Regions from separate parts of the Hordeum vulgare genome. Here region 1 is linked to region 2. A link is a contact called in public HiChIP or PLAC-seq data. All regions are on one chromosome and are shown on one strand. The core of a region is the stretch at or near the end of the contact, and the rest is flanking DNA. Distances in the headings are between cores, read along the strand shown. Region 1 holds the start of LOC123431957 (nijmegen breakage syndrome 1 protein). Region 2 holds the start of LOC123409830.

What was found. HiChIP or PLAC-seq counts read pairs in DNA pulled down with a chosen protein or histone mark.
Region 1: an H3K4me3 HiChIP or PLAC-seq map of embryo shows a contact between it and region 2, with 9 times the contacts expected there. The contact joins the promoter of LOC123431957 here to the promoter of LOC123409830 in region 2. A contact is called at or near these places in 1 of 6 Hi-C or Micro-C datasets (seedling) and 1 of 1 datasets of contacts at active chromatin or transcription factors (embryo).

What each region holds. Positions count from the first base shown.
Region 1 is chr1H:296,737,674-296,744,737 of MorexV3_pseudomolecules_assembly, forward strand. It overlaps LOC123431957 (nijmegen breakage syndrome 1 protein), which reads left to right and starts at 2,819. Exons shown (of 13, transcript XM_045115360.1): 1 at 2,819-3,085; 2 at 3,185-3,238; 3 at 3,681-3,936; 4 at 4,468-4,556; 5 at 4,669-4,799; 6 at 5,030-5,076; 7 at 5,189-5,297; 8 at 5,367-5,453; 9 at 5,731-5,902; 10 at 6,033-6,601; 11 at 6,694-6,755; 12 at 6,845-6,947; 13 at 7,040-7,064. The coding sequence starts at 3,049.
Region 2 is chr1H:296,313,848-296,320,941 of MorexV3_pseudomolecules_assembly, forward strand. LOC123409830 reads right to left here and starts at 3,102. Exons shown (of 1, transcript XM_045102704.1): 1 at 583-3,102. The coding sequence starts at 3,068. The coding sequence ends at 999.

The DNA of each region.
Region 1 (7,064 bases), core at 1,569-4,068, 420 kb after region 2:
GTTGCACGTGTGTTGAACGCGGAGGCACCGTCGTTTGGTGCATAGATCGGAATCCACCGCGATCTGAATCGCTGCGAGTACGACTCCATCAACCACGTTCTAGCAACGCTTCCGCTTAGCGATCTTCAAATGTATGAAGATGCTCCACCCCTTTGCTCGTTGCTGGTTTCTCCATAGATAGATCCTTGCATGGCGTAGGATTTTTTTTGAAATTACTACGATCCCGGTACAATACCATAAATAGATAGATGCAACACAAAACCATTTCGGTGGTCCCCGTACAATACCGATAAATCCGGAACCTTTCCATTGACCGAAACTGGACTTCCCATATATAAATCTTCACCTCCGAACTATTCCGGAACTGCTCGTGACGTCCGGGATCTCATACGGGGCTCCGAACAACTTTTGGTAACCACGTATACAATTCCCATTACAACTCTAGCGTCACTGAACCTTAAGTGTGTAGACCCTACGGGTTCGGGAACCATGCAAACATGACCGAGCCGCCTCTTCGGCCAATAACCAATAGCGGGATCTTGATACCCATATTGGCTCCCACATGTTCCACGATGATCTCATCGGATGAACCACGATGTCGGGGATTCACTTAATCTCGTATACAATTCCCTTTGTCTATCGATATGATATTTGCCCGAGATTCAATCATCGGTATCCCTATACCTTGTTCAATCTCGTTACCGGCAAGTCTCTTTACTCGTTCCGTAACACATGATCACGTGGCTAACTCCTTAGTCATATTGAACTCATTATGATGATGTATTATCGAGTGGGCCTAGAGATACCTCTCCGTCACACGGAGTGACAAATCCCAATCTCGATTCGTACCAACCTAACAAACACTTTCGGAGATACCTGTAGTGCACCTTTATAGTCACCAAGTTACGTTGTGACGTTTGATACACCCAAAGAATTCCTACCGTATCCGGGAGTTGCACAATCTCATGGTCTAAGGAAATGATACTTAACATTAGAAAAGCTCTAGGAGACGAACTACATGATCTTGTGCGATGCTTAGGATTGGGTCTTGTCCATCACATCATTCTTCTAATGATGTGATCCTGTTATCAACGACATCCGATGTCCATGGTCAGGAAACCATGACCATCTATTGATCAACGAGCTAGTCAACTAGAGGCTCACTAGGGACATGGTGTGCTCGATTTATTCACACATGTATTACGGTTTCCGGTTAATACAATTATAACGTGAACAATAGACAATTATCATGAACAAGGAAATATAATAATAACCATTTTATTATTGCCTCTAGGGCATATTTCCAACACTTATTTGGGCTAAAGAAGATGCTGGATTTTTCAACACTTACCAATTGTCCCGATGCCGCACAATATAAACCTAGTGCTGATTTCAAGGAGTAGTTGACAAGGTGGAGAGGCACCGAGCTCCATGACATGGTTTATTTAGCTACATGCTATAGTCTTCCCCCGTTCCATTCGGTGGACCATACCTTATTTTCTTGAGAATTACTATTTCATTACCATTCATTTGTTTATGCCTCAATTCGTGACATAGCTTGTGTGAGGTAAATTATCGGGTAGGACTGGATTCGACTCTTGTTTTGGCATGAATGGACTAAAATCAGCTTAATGTGTGAACTTTCGGTTGCATGCAATGACACCACACAAGTTTTTTGTAACCACCATTTTAAAAAGTTATATTAACCAATTTTAAAGTGGTTTTGAGTTCTTTTTCATCAGTCGTTCAATGAGCTAGCTAAAGTTATAGGAATACCTTTAGAATCTTTTCCATATCCTATATAAAGGTTCTTGGGATACATGCAATTCTCATACATTTTTTGAAATGACTCATATCTATTATAAAGATCCATTATAAAGGTTCAACAAAAGTACAAATCACCTTATAATAAAAATACATCAAGGTTTCTGGACCATCTAACGACCACTACTGTTGTGAGAACAAGTCGGTGACGCGTCGCTATCGCCGCTCCCATACTGCACCGGTCTAACCTTATCGATGGCAACCAAGAAGTCTTTGTGCATGTGTCCCTACTCCCTAATGGCTAGTGCCCTAAAGCCACAAATCGTTAAACCCTTGAATTAACTTGAAGAACCTAACACCAAATCTGGCCATTGCATATGCACGATGGGAAATCTTAACCTGCCACCCAAGGAGTTAGAAGGAATCTATAACAGAGCTCCGTCTAATCAACCCCGAGGACGAATCTGAAAAGGACAGGAGCCCGAAAAATCGACTCCAATAAAAAATGTCAGTATCCACCAAAACGCCTTCCTTATAAGAATTACAATCCTAACTTATCTACTAGGGCCACCATGTAGAAGACAAAATTCACAGGCTCGCCAGGAGAGAGCGAGGGAAGGAAGGCTTTGCAATTGTCGCCTTATGAAAGGCAAAAGATGTCCGAACAACTCTCCACACATTTATTGATAGGATATTTATTGATAGATAGGACATCAAGAAACACAACCGGCTTTCATCTGAATATGAAATTTTTGATGTCAGAAAAAAAGGTTCTGTTAAAATCTTGTCAACAACTGAATCAATGCAACATTGGACGGGCTATAAAGGAAATTTCCTTTGTGCTAGACTACAAGAACTATGTCCGTGCATACTCAGTGCCCATGAATTTGGAAAAAAAGAATGCAGCGATTCCTATTGGCTATTCTTGGAAAATGGAAACAGAAATACACAGAATCAGAGGTTCTTTTTTCCCGACGACGTGCTGCACTAGAATTTCCACCGTCATAATCAGCCAAGCCCAGTTGCTTAGCTAGGCTATCGGCCCAGATCCAACACAAACAGAAGCTTGCTGTTACGTATTCTCTCAGCGGAGACGTACTGGCAACAGCACGACTCGCTCCCACCACCGCGCGTGCCGTGTCAGGCGGCCATCGCGCTCCTCCGGCAGCCGCCACGGAACATCTGGACCAAACCCCCGCCGACACCACCCAGCGCGGGTGTAAAGACCACCGGAGCTCTACCCGCGACACGAGAGCGAGGAGGCCTTGAGAGAGAGAGAGGGAGATGGTCTGGGCGCTGACCCCCTTCGGCACAGTGCGCGGTGTGTCATCCCCCTCCCCCTCGTCCGATTCCGCAGACCTCGCAGTGCACAAGTTTTTTCCTTTCAGTTTGGTGACGAATGGTTTCCATGGGGTTGCAGGGGCGCAGCAGTACTACATCTCCGCCGCCGGGACGTACACGGTCGGCCGCAAAGGTCTGTTGTTTAAGGCTTGTTGGTTCATTCAGGTTTTGTTTCTCCGTGCGATTACCGATCAGTACATATGTGGTGATAAGATAGTTGTGTTAGCGGGTCAGTTGTTGAGTTTCCTGTACACAACCTCTTGGCAGGTTGGAAAAGAGGAGAATGATGTTTTGGGATTCAGATACGCTGATTGATTCATACGGTTTTAATTTGTGTCCCGTCTCTTCGTTTGTCTAAAATGCAGTCTAGTCAAGGATTTTAACTTTGCTACTGTATTTACTAGACCATGGACAAGAGCCACACTCTTCTTTTCAGTAAAGTCGATATCGTTTCCATTTGTGCAAGCCCGTAGAACTGATAGATTGTGAATATAATTGCATGATTTCGTAGGCTATCAATATACAATGAATATCATGTATGAGATTGTAGATTAACGCCGGCATTTCTGCTACAGATTGCGACATCGTTCAAACAGAAACATCAATATCCCGAGTGCATGCGGAGATAGCAGTTGAAAAGATGGTTGCCTGGGAGCCACGTTCTGGTGCTCCAGCAAGCCCTTCATGTGTTAGTGTAGTTGATCGCTCGAAATACGGCACATTTGTCAACAAGGTACAGGGAACTCAGGGCAGTCGGCTACGTAAAGATGAAGTTGTGGTGCTTTCTGATGGCGATACTGTGACTTTCGGAAATGGCAACATGACCTTCAGGTTAGTATAAAAGAAAAATGGGGCAACGGCATGCTTGTGCCTTCTTCCCTGCTTACACATCTTTTTTCTAATTAGCACGTGCAACTATCTGTACGAAATGATTGTGTTATGACCGGGGCTACTTATAGCCGGGCTTAGCCCAGTTATCGTAGTTAGAGGCTTAGCCCAGTTATCATATTTGAGATTATATATATACTCATGTAATGACCTATTCTGAGATTCAGAAGAAGCAAACTTATTTGCTCGGCTTCTGCTGGAAAACCCTAAACCCTAGCCGCCGACCGGCGGCCTTCTCCATCTCACGATCACGGCGCCGCAGCACCGTCGCTCGCGCCCTCAGCCTTGCCAACCCGCTAGCTACCCATATAACCTATGCATACACCCTGGTAGGAGGCTAGCTCCTATCAGATTGTCAATGCATGCAATCATTTTTTATGTATTTTTTTATTGCTTATTTCATACATGTACTGGTGCTTTGGTTGAAAAGATGGATGTATAAGTTACACTTGGTTCTTCTGATATTCCTGACAGGTTCTCGTTTGTCCCCATAGTGGTCTTTTTTCATGGCAAAAAGTCAGCACGAATTGATCGATCATTGCAGGCAGTCATGACATCTATTGGTTAGTGGTAACTATACTTGTATGATGTACTTGCTGTCGGTTCATTAGTAAGCATAGGTTTTGGCATGCTTGTTGCTACTTAATTTTGATAAGTTGGTATTATCCTTCTAAGGTGCATATGTTACTCGTAAGTGGATTGATACATGTACACATGTTCTTGTGGATGAATCATCTTCATTGACACTTGAGCTCCTCGATGCAATCATCACAAAAAAACCAATCATCTTGGGAAACTGGTTCAAGGTACTTTCCTTTTCCGTCCTGCAGCATTGCTTGGATGCTCGAATGGTCTTTTCTAGCCAGAGAACCTGAATTATACGAATTAAGTTAATACATATAGATGGACATGAGGAGGTCCTCCGGTGTGATTCTGTAAATTATATAGCAATGAACAACTATTTCACTTGTGTCATTTACACTTTCTCATCCATATGTATATTTCAGGTTTGAGTTCTTGTTTTGATCTGTTTCAGGCGATGGCTGAAAAGAACATACACACAGAGATCCCTTCTTGTACACAGTAAGCTATGGGCAACCTTCAGCACCTGAGTTGTAGTTTCTGTAGATTCTTGCATCAACTTGTGGTTCTCCCATAACAGCAGATGGTGATATATTCATGGTACTTGATCCAGATATATTCCAAACTTGACTCTTGATGGGATGGATATAAAGATGGTTGAGAACAAGCTCATGGAGAATTGCCTAGCAGGCCATACTTTTATCCTGGGATCATCAGAAAAGGTGGTGTATGTTAAAGTTGAAAGCATATCATCAGGCATTTTGCTGTTGACTAACATTATTCAATTGCAGTATAAATTTGGAGAGAAAATACAAGAGTTACTGGAATCAACTGGAGCAAAATATCTCAGCATCGAGGAGTTTTGTGCTAACAGCCAGGTAAGTGTTCTAATACTATGTTATATAATGTTTTTCCTTTTCTCTTGAGGATACCTTTGAGGAATAATGCATTTTCTCTCTAGAAAAGTAAGACACCAAAATTCTAGATGAAGAGGGCTTGAGTTAATAATAATGTCGGTTACTTATTCCGTTGCTACCTTATGTGATTGCTTCATTGCCTCTACTTGCATGACGATTTATCTTGTTATTGCTGGGTGTGTACTCTTTGTTTATGGGAGGTGCAAACAGATGAATGACTTAAGCATGAAATTAACAGGACTCTGGAGCTGGAGACAATGACCAACAAATTCTTCTTGTTCCTGCAAAATCTCCTTTGGAGTTCAGTAAGATGCGTCCTCTATTTCCTTTGTCCAAGATCACTGACGTGAAGCTATTTGCTGCTATATTGTCTGGTCGCTTGGAAGCAGCTGCTATTGAACCACCTGCTTGTAAGCATTAAAAGTTCCATGCATATGCATTTTCGGAGAACGTGCAATTTTTTTGGACATCTTAACATTAAGCAGTCGCATATATATACCACCAGCCTTATTGAACCTACAAATGTTTTTTTTTTGCCAGACATGATTACATCCTCCAATACAACGGATGAAACTATTGTGGCGGATTCTGATGTCGAAACTGATACTGCAATGTCTGATCGTACTGTTGCTGCTAGCAAGTCTCAGCACCATATTCAGCATATGTCTGATGATAAAGGAGAAAGTAAAGTTACAAGCAGTGTGAGTGCTGTAAATTTAGGAGAAACAAAGGTCAGCATCAATGTTCAGAACAACCTAGAGAAAGAAGAAATTTCGGAACCCATGGAGGAGGATGTTCAGGTCATAGAGAAAACAGCAATTTCTGGATTCAAAGCTGGAGGTGAGGATGTTCAGTTTATAGAGAAAACAGCAATTTCTGGGTTCAAAGCTGGAGGTGAGAATGTTCAGGTTATAAACAAGGTGGCGCAGGATGAGACTTGTGATGCTGTTTTTGTGAACAAGGCGCCAAAGGATGAGAACTTGGACAGTAGCAGGGAAGAGACTTGTCATGTTATTTTCAGTCGAGATCTGATTGTGAAAAGGGTCCTTCGGCCAGCTCCTGCCGCGTCATCAGAAACTGGAGGCGTTAACTTCAAACGATTCAAAAAGGTATATTCTATAATCTATATGCTCATGTAGTCCTTTTTGGCACAAAGAGTTGAATGCTAACACAGCGGAATCGTTGACCTTCAACTTTTCAGAGGCAAACCGTGTCTGGAAACAGCTTCAAGGCCCTTATTCCATGTGCACGAGAACCATACAGGTGAGATCACGATGACTTCTGATGGAATTTGACGTTCATCGGTAGGTTTGGCGCTGAAAGGCTTGTCGTATTCTGTTTCCTTTCCGCAGAGAATCTGATTACGAGAAGGGCACCTTGAACGATTTCATGAGAGAGGAGAAGCGGCGAAAGCAAATGGAATCCATCGCGGAGGACCTCTTCAACAACCAGAAGGTACCTGTGGGCTTGCCCAGCACTGCCGCTCCCATAACCTGTCCTGTGTGCTATGTGTTTTAACTTTTAACCCTGAGATGGTGGGTTTTCAGCCGCAGAAGAAGAAGGCGGTCGCGG
Region 2 (7,094 bases), core at 1,852-4,351:
TCCTGTGGTAAAATGAATAAATAAATAACATTCAGGGATTAAAGATAAATGCAAGGGAAATCACTTTAGAACTTTTTTAAATTTGAAAATCTATAAAAAATAAACCGAGTGCTTTTGCAGAACACACGGCATATAGTGTGTAAGCCGTGTTCACTTACCAAGCACACGGCGTATACTATGTGTAAACCATGTGTTCTTGTCAAGCACACGGCCTATAGTGTGTCTAAGCCGTGTGTACTTGTCAAGCACACGGCTTATAGTTCAAGCCGTGACGGCGCCGTCAAACACCGCTGTTGTAGACACGTGGCACGTACCTTTACCGGGTGACACGCTATAAACCGAGTGCTTTCTTCATATATACCGTGTGAAAACCGTAAGCCGAGAGCTTTTTCTGGACACTCGGCTTATATGATAGCATAAGCCGAGTGCGTTGTTTTTACCGGGTGTTTTTTCTTGTGTACACGGCTTATATTCAAATAAGCCGAGTACCCGAAAAAAAGAACACGACTTATAGCTTGCCACACGGTAAAACGGGATTTTCCTGTAGTGCTTGATGCCCGTGTGACACTCTTTCGATGAATATAATCCATGGTGCAAAATACAGTAGTGTAGTGAACGAGTGACTAGAATACACACGGACAAGTGTCACAGGTTTTCTCGCCTCAAAAAAAGTGTCACGGGTTTGCTAACTCAGGGCATCCGTGCCTAAACAAACGTATGTGTTCTAAACAAAACTCAACAACTGAGCAACACATTACAGCCTAGAAGCAAACTGAACGAGCTTAACACTTGCTCGTGCATGCAGAAACGAAAATGACACATAAAGTGACATGTAGTAAGATAAGTCGCAGAACCACATCCTTCAAATCTGACCAAGTTTCACCTGAGAAGCAAATCAACTCCTGCATGTTCGCCCAAGCTGAGAATAGTGTAACAGAGCCACATCCTTCAAATCTGACCAAGTTTCAAGCGGAAAGAAGCTGGAGTTGATTTGCTTCTCAGGTGATGTTGGTCCTGCCCAGGTTGAGTTGATGGATAATCTCACTGTTACCTTCCCGGCTATAGACCAAGATTCTCTGGGGCGCCATCTTTGCCAAAACATCTTCATGAGAAGTGTACACCCTCTTCATCACGAACTCATCATGAACATCCTTCTGGTCAAGCGCTTTCTCGAACTCTGCTTTCACTCTCGTCTCGGATTCCATGTACATACCTGGAAGGTCAGGATGCAGCTTCACACGAAGAGATGGAAGAAGGCTGCCCTCCCTCACACAGGGCCCGGGTGCGTAGAGCGCATTATGACGCTTAACATATGCTGTGCCCAGACATAAACAGCAGAACTTCACATCGCAGCAGGTGGCGGTCCAATCGAAGGCTTCGTCACTGCATATAGCGCAAAGTCTCTTCTTCTGCTCCTCAAGCTCTGCCATCAGGTCTCTCCGCCCGTATTTGGCATTGTAAGTTGCCTCCATGGCCGCTTGTGCAAGATAAATCCGCTTACCATCCTTGCCTTTGACCCACCGAAACCAGCTACCGGCTCCGGCAACGCCTGCCATGGCCGCCACTGCAGCCCCAACAACGGCCCAATACAGTGGCACTCCCCGGTCCCGTGCCCAACCTTGCTCTGCCGGCCGCTGTGAATCATGCAGCGTGAACCTCTTCTTCAGATTTGGCTCGGCCGCGCCGCCGCTGTGCAGCTCTCCGTTGAGGTGCAGCAAAGGTGACTCGATGCCATGCACGGCAATACGAGAGTTGACCACCACATCCGACTCCTTGATGTGTATGTAATTGACGAAGACATTCTCACCGGCGCCGTGCGTGATGACGAGGCTCTGGTCCTCGCCAGCCAGGGTGGGGAGAATTGTGCCGGGCCGGAGACGAAGTAGCTCGGCGCGGGTGAGTCGATGCTTGAGAACGATGTGAAAACGCACCGACGAGACGTAGTCGTGCCCTCCCCTTGCGAAAATGGCCTGGTCCTCGAGTGCGAAAACTGTAAGATTCGCGAACCTCTGAAGCTCTGTGAACTGGAGCCGGAGGGCGATCGCCACAACGCCGAAGCCTCGTCGTCGTAGGCGGGCGATAGCCTCGCGCACGAGCGTGCCACCAGAAGATCGCCCCGCAAGGGAGCGGCGATGGTGCGGGTGCGGGCCGTCGAAGCAGGAGTGCGTGAGCGGGCGCAGGAAGCCGACCAAGCCATGGACGACGTAGAGGCCGTCGTTGTAGAGGTCGGGATGCGAGACCTCCACGTCCTCGGCGTAGATCCTGGCGAGGCCGGTGTCGAAGGGGCCACCTTCTGAAACGATGTTGATGCAGAAGTTGACGGAGGCAGAAGGGATCTTCACCATGGCAGCGGCCGCGAGCTCGGAGTAGGGATAATAGCCCATGGCGATGTGGTGGATGAGCAGGTCTCGACGCGAGCAAGTGGGGCAGGAGGCCTGGAGGAAGGCGTCGGGAGCGGCGAAGACTGTCATCGGCCCGGGCCACTTCGCGAACAGCGGCGAGTTGACGAGGAGCGCTCCCGCCGCAGCCGCCATCTCCTGGTACCCTAGCGAAGCAAGGGCCCTCGAGAGCTGATGCAGACCCTGCTCGCTGTCGGAGACCACCACTTCCCCAGCTGCGGCGCCGGCTTGGACGGGAGGCGGTGGACTCGGTAGCGTACTCTGGTTCGGTAGCGTCGTCGCCGTTGCAGTCGCTGACCCCTCTCGCGGCTGCGGCGTTGCCTCGGAACGGGAGGCCGCCAGATCCGGCCGCGCGACGGACGTGGGAGGCGGTGAGGGCGCCGCGGCTTGGGGTGGCACTGGCACGAGCAGAGGAGGACGGGCCGTTGTCTGCGCGTCGGCGACGGCGGGTTCCACGGCGAGCAGAGGCTGGCTCTCGGTTTCGAGATGGTTTTGATGCATGGAAGGCGCCGCGCCATGGACGGGGTGGAAATGGGCTGTGGCGGTGCCCGTCGGGTAATGGTGGTGGCTGTACGAGGTGGCGCTCTCCGGCGAGTGGGTGGCGGAGGCGGTGGGTAGGAGGGCGGTGAGCAGGAGGAGGAGGGGTAGATGGTGAAGACGGAGAGCCATGGTTGGCGATTTGGAATGGGAATTGGGATGGAATGAGTCCTCCAAACGCTGATTGGGGAGGACGGGAGCGGGGTATAAAGCCACACGCAAGTTGGGAGAGGGGGCGGAGGAAGGGTGCGGAGCACGGACGCACCTGAGATAGCTACACCTGCCTTTGGCTGTATGACACGTGGGTCAGCCACCCGTGAGACCCACCTGACATTGACACAAAGACAGATGCAGTAAATCACGGAAGCTCAGTCCGCGGAGCACGCCGTTTGCACTTGGCGATAGGATTGCCACCAACTTGCGGCAGAAGCCATGCATCACGTCACACGCTACAGTAAACTGGTCAAAAGGGTCAAGGGTCCAGCGACCAGAGCATGATGTATATCTCGCGGTGATGGGATGCTTTAGAGCAACTCCGAGGCGCCACTCAAACGGATGAACTTTTTGTCTGTTTTTTTGTCATTCGGTCGTCCGTTCGACGTTTAGGTTAAAACTAGCAAAATAGCCCGTGCGTTGCAACGGAAGCAAATAATACAACACGTTTTAACCTAATAATCATGACTTGAGATATTTATTTAAACTTAATGCATAATTAAAAATTGTTAAATAAGTAAAATAACATCATATTTAGATTATATGCATCACTATACATTCAAATTACATTATAAATAGAAATTAAAAAAATTAAATAGGTAAGATACATTAGATTTTGATTCAACACATTTTTTGAATGGAAGTTCATATGTAATAATTTAAAATTAGAGTTACAGTTTAAAAGATATAATTTTTTCAAGTATTTGTTAATTATAATTGGACCGCGGATTAATTAACAACACGGATCGGCCTCGTTATGAAAAATGGATTGTACGCTATTGATTAAAATTACAGCATAAATATTATTTAAAAATTATTAAATAAATAAAATAACATTATATTTAGATTGTGCGCATCATTATTGATTAAAATTACATTATAAACATAATTTTAAAAAATTAAAAAGATAAACTAACATTATATTCAGATTCTACATATTTTTCTAATAAAATTTCATATATAATAATGTAAAATTGGAGTTACCATTTAAAAGATATAAATTTTTAAAGTATTTTGCATTTATAATTGAACTACAGATTAATTAATTAAAAACTGTAGGGGTGTTTTCGAAAACATACGGAAAATGATTGTTTTTTTTACTCAAGTATGTAATGCGGGTTTATTTTATGAAAACTGAAGGAGGTTTCTACAAAAAATCAAAAAAACGATTCGTTCTCTCACTGTATTATGTATTGCGGGTTGATTTCGGAAAAGCACAGGGGGTTTCCTATAAAAACGAAAAAAAAACGATTCGTCTCTCACTTAAATCCGGACTGCGGGTTGATTTCAGGAAAATCCAGGGTGTTTTTTGTAAAATGACGATGACGGACGGAAGAAGCACTGCGTGCTTTATTATTAGGGAGAGACTAAAAAAAAGACCCGTGCGATACAACGGAAGGAAAAAAAACCTCTCATGCCTCTAGCTTAGTTAATTGATTTTTTTTTAAAGACTTAATACTGAATAATACATATAAATGACTTGAATAAACATTAGTCGAAACCCTTGATTTTATCAACATGTTTTTTATCATATAAAAAATATGCCCGTGCATTGCAATGAAAGAGGAAAAAAAATTCTTGCAACGTAACAATTCTAGCATCAGGTTGCACAAATATGCTTGTGTGTAGCAAGGGAAAACATAAATATTTCTTTACCTTTAAAAACTAAAAAATTTAAATGTTTAAACATTTTATTAAAGTTGGAACATTATTTAAAATTACATTTTGGAACACGAGTTTTTTGAAAAAATAAATTCTCTAGGCGCTCGCTCAAAACAGACGCATATATAGAGTGCATACTTTACTTTGGGATCTAAAACATTGTTGGATGCTTATGCCTATGAGCATCCGACATGGGCCTATATGCCGCTGCATGTCGAATACCAATGATTCGGGATAATAATTATGTTCGTTAAGATTTGACATGGGCCTATACGAGCAACGGGTAGTAAAGATTTCTAATATATTGATTTACATTGTATTTTATATATTATTTTAAAAATATAAAATAATAACATATTCAAACTCTACACATTTTTGTAATCAAATTCGATATATAACATGTTTAAATTGGATTTACGGCTTAAAAAAAATTGTGATTTGAAATTACATATTTATTCTGAATAGACTCTGAGGTTATTAAAATTATTTAACATGTAAAATAATAATATATTTAAACTCTACACATTTTTCTAATCAAATTTCATATATAACATGTTTAAATTAGATTTATGGTTTAAAAGATATTGTTATATGAAAATACGTATTTATTCTGAATAGACTCCAGGTTTATTGACATATATGTCACGGGGTTTACGCAAAAGTATATAAAACGATTCATTGCCATTGAAAGATGGATTGTGGGTTATTTAGCGTTAATGTCAGAGGGTTTTGTGTAAAATACGAAATAACGGTTCGGACTCACTTAAAGACAGACTGCGGGTTGATTAACGAAAACGACGGGGTGTTTTTTGTAAAATGACCACGACGGACGACGGAAACACTCCGTGCTTTATTACTAGAGAGAGATTTTGGGTCGATCGATCGAATCTTCAACGTGTCAACCTATTTTTTATTCGCTTGACCGGTCAGCATTTATTTTGAATCGAATTTAGACATTACTTTTATGTCAAATACAACATACATTTTTACTTTTATGTCAAATACAACATACATTTTTATCAATTCGTCGCTATGATTATAATGCCAAAGAAAACAAAAACCATAATTAAACATTTTAAAAAATGTTCAACTTTCTTAACTGCTCCTATTAGTTGAACTAAGACTAAAATATTTACTATGTCTTCGTTGTTGATCTATGGATTCTTGAACACAACGTCTTTCTTCTTCGATGCTAAAAAATTAGACGTTGTTTTCCCTTTGTTTTTTTTAGTCTCATCTATATCTTCAGTTCTACATAAAAGTGCAAGCACATCTACAAATTTTATGAGATCAATAGATTGGTGTATACTTCTTTCGAGTACCAAAAATTCCATCCTTCCTACACACAATATTGAGCAAATATAAGCTACCTAAATTGCATCAAACAAAGAGCAAATGGCCGAACAAAAATCATATCCCATCGTTTTTGCACTTCACGAACGCCCGACCGGGATGTTCTGGCGTCCAAGAAATGCATCGGACGACCTACACCGTATAAATGGCAAAGATGAGTGGGCAAGCTTTTGGGACAACACCGACCTAGGGCGATGGCCGGTCGTCGCCTTGCCGGCGAACCTGCGATGGGTCAGGCCCGAGCGGCTAGAGGTGGACTGAGCGCCTGCATGTGGCACCGGGGGATTGCCCGGACCTGGTGAACCGGCACCCACCAGTCCATGCCAAGGCAGTCCACGAACAGTCTCACTCGACAAATCCCACCGATAGGATGTGCAAAATTTCAACAAATCCCATGGTAGGATGTGTAAAATTTCGCCAAATCCCATCGCCGCAGATCCACCAATAGGCCCCCCCATCAGGACGAAGGAGGCACTGAGCAGATGGATTTGGTGCTGGAGAGCTAGGGTGGCCAAGGGAAAATGGGGTCGTCGGCCTAGGGTTTGTGTGCTTGCGGGCATCACGTGAGGGGAGGGAAGGGGATAAGAAGGAGAGATTATGACACCGACTAGCGGGCGAGGAAAGGAGAACGCGGACAAGGCGCGTGTCGTTCCGTATCCGCGTCGACACAAATGACACCCAAATTTCTGCCCAAAATGGGTCGCGAGCAGACAAAAAGCGGAAGCGCGTCCGTTTGGGTCGACGCGTTGGGCCGACTTTTCTGTCCGCGCGACCCAAACGGACGTGCGTGGATGAAATGGATCAGCGCGCTGGAGTTGCTCTTAGCCTTTTCTCTTTTCATTTTTGAATTTTGTAGATGGACTCATCCTTGCTTTAAAAGCAATTTCAATAGCTCCTTGAAAATGATTTCCATAAAAATCATTCTAGGGG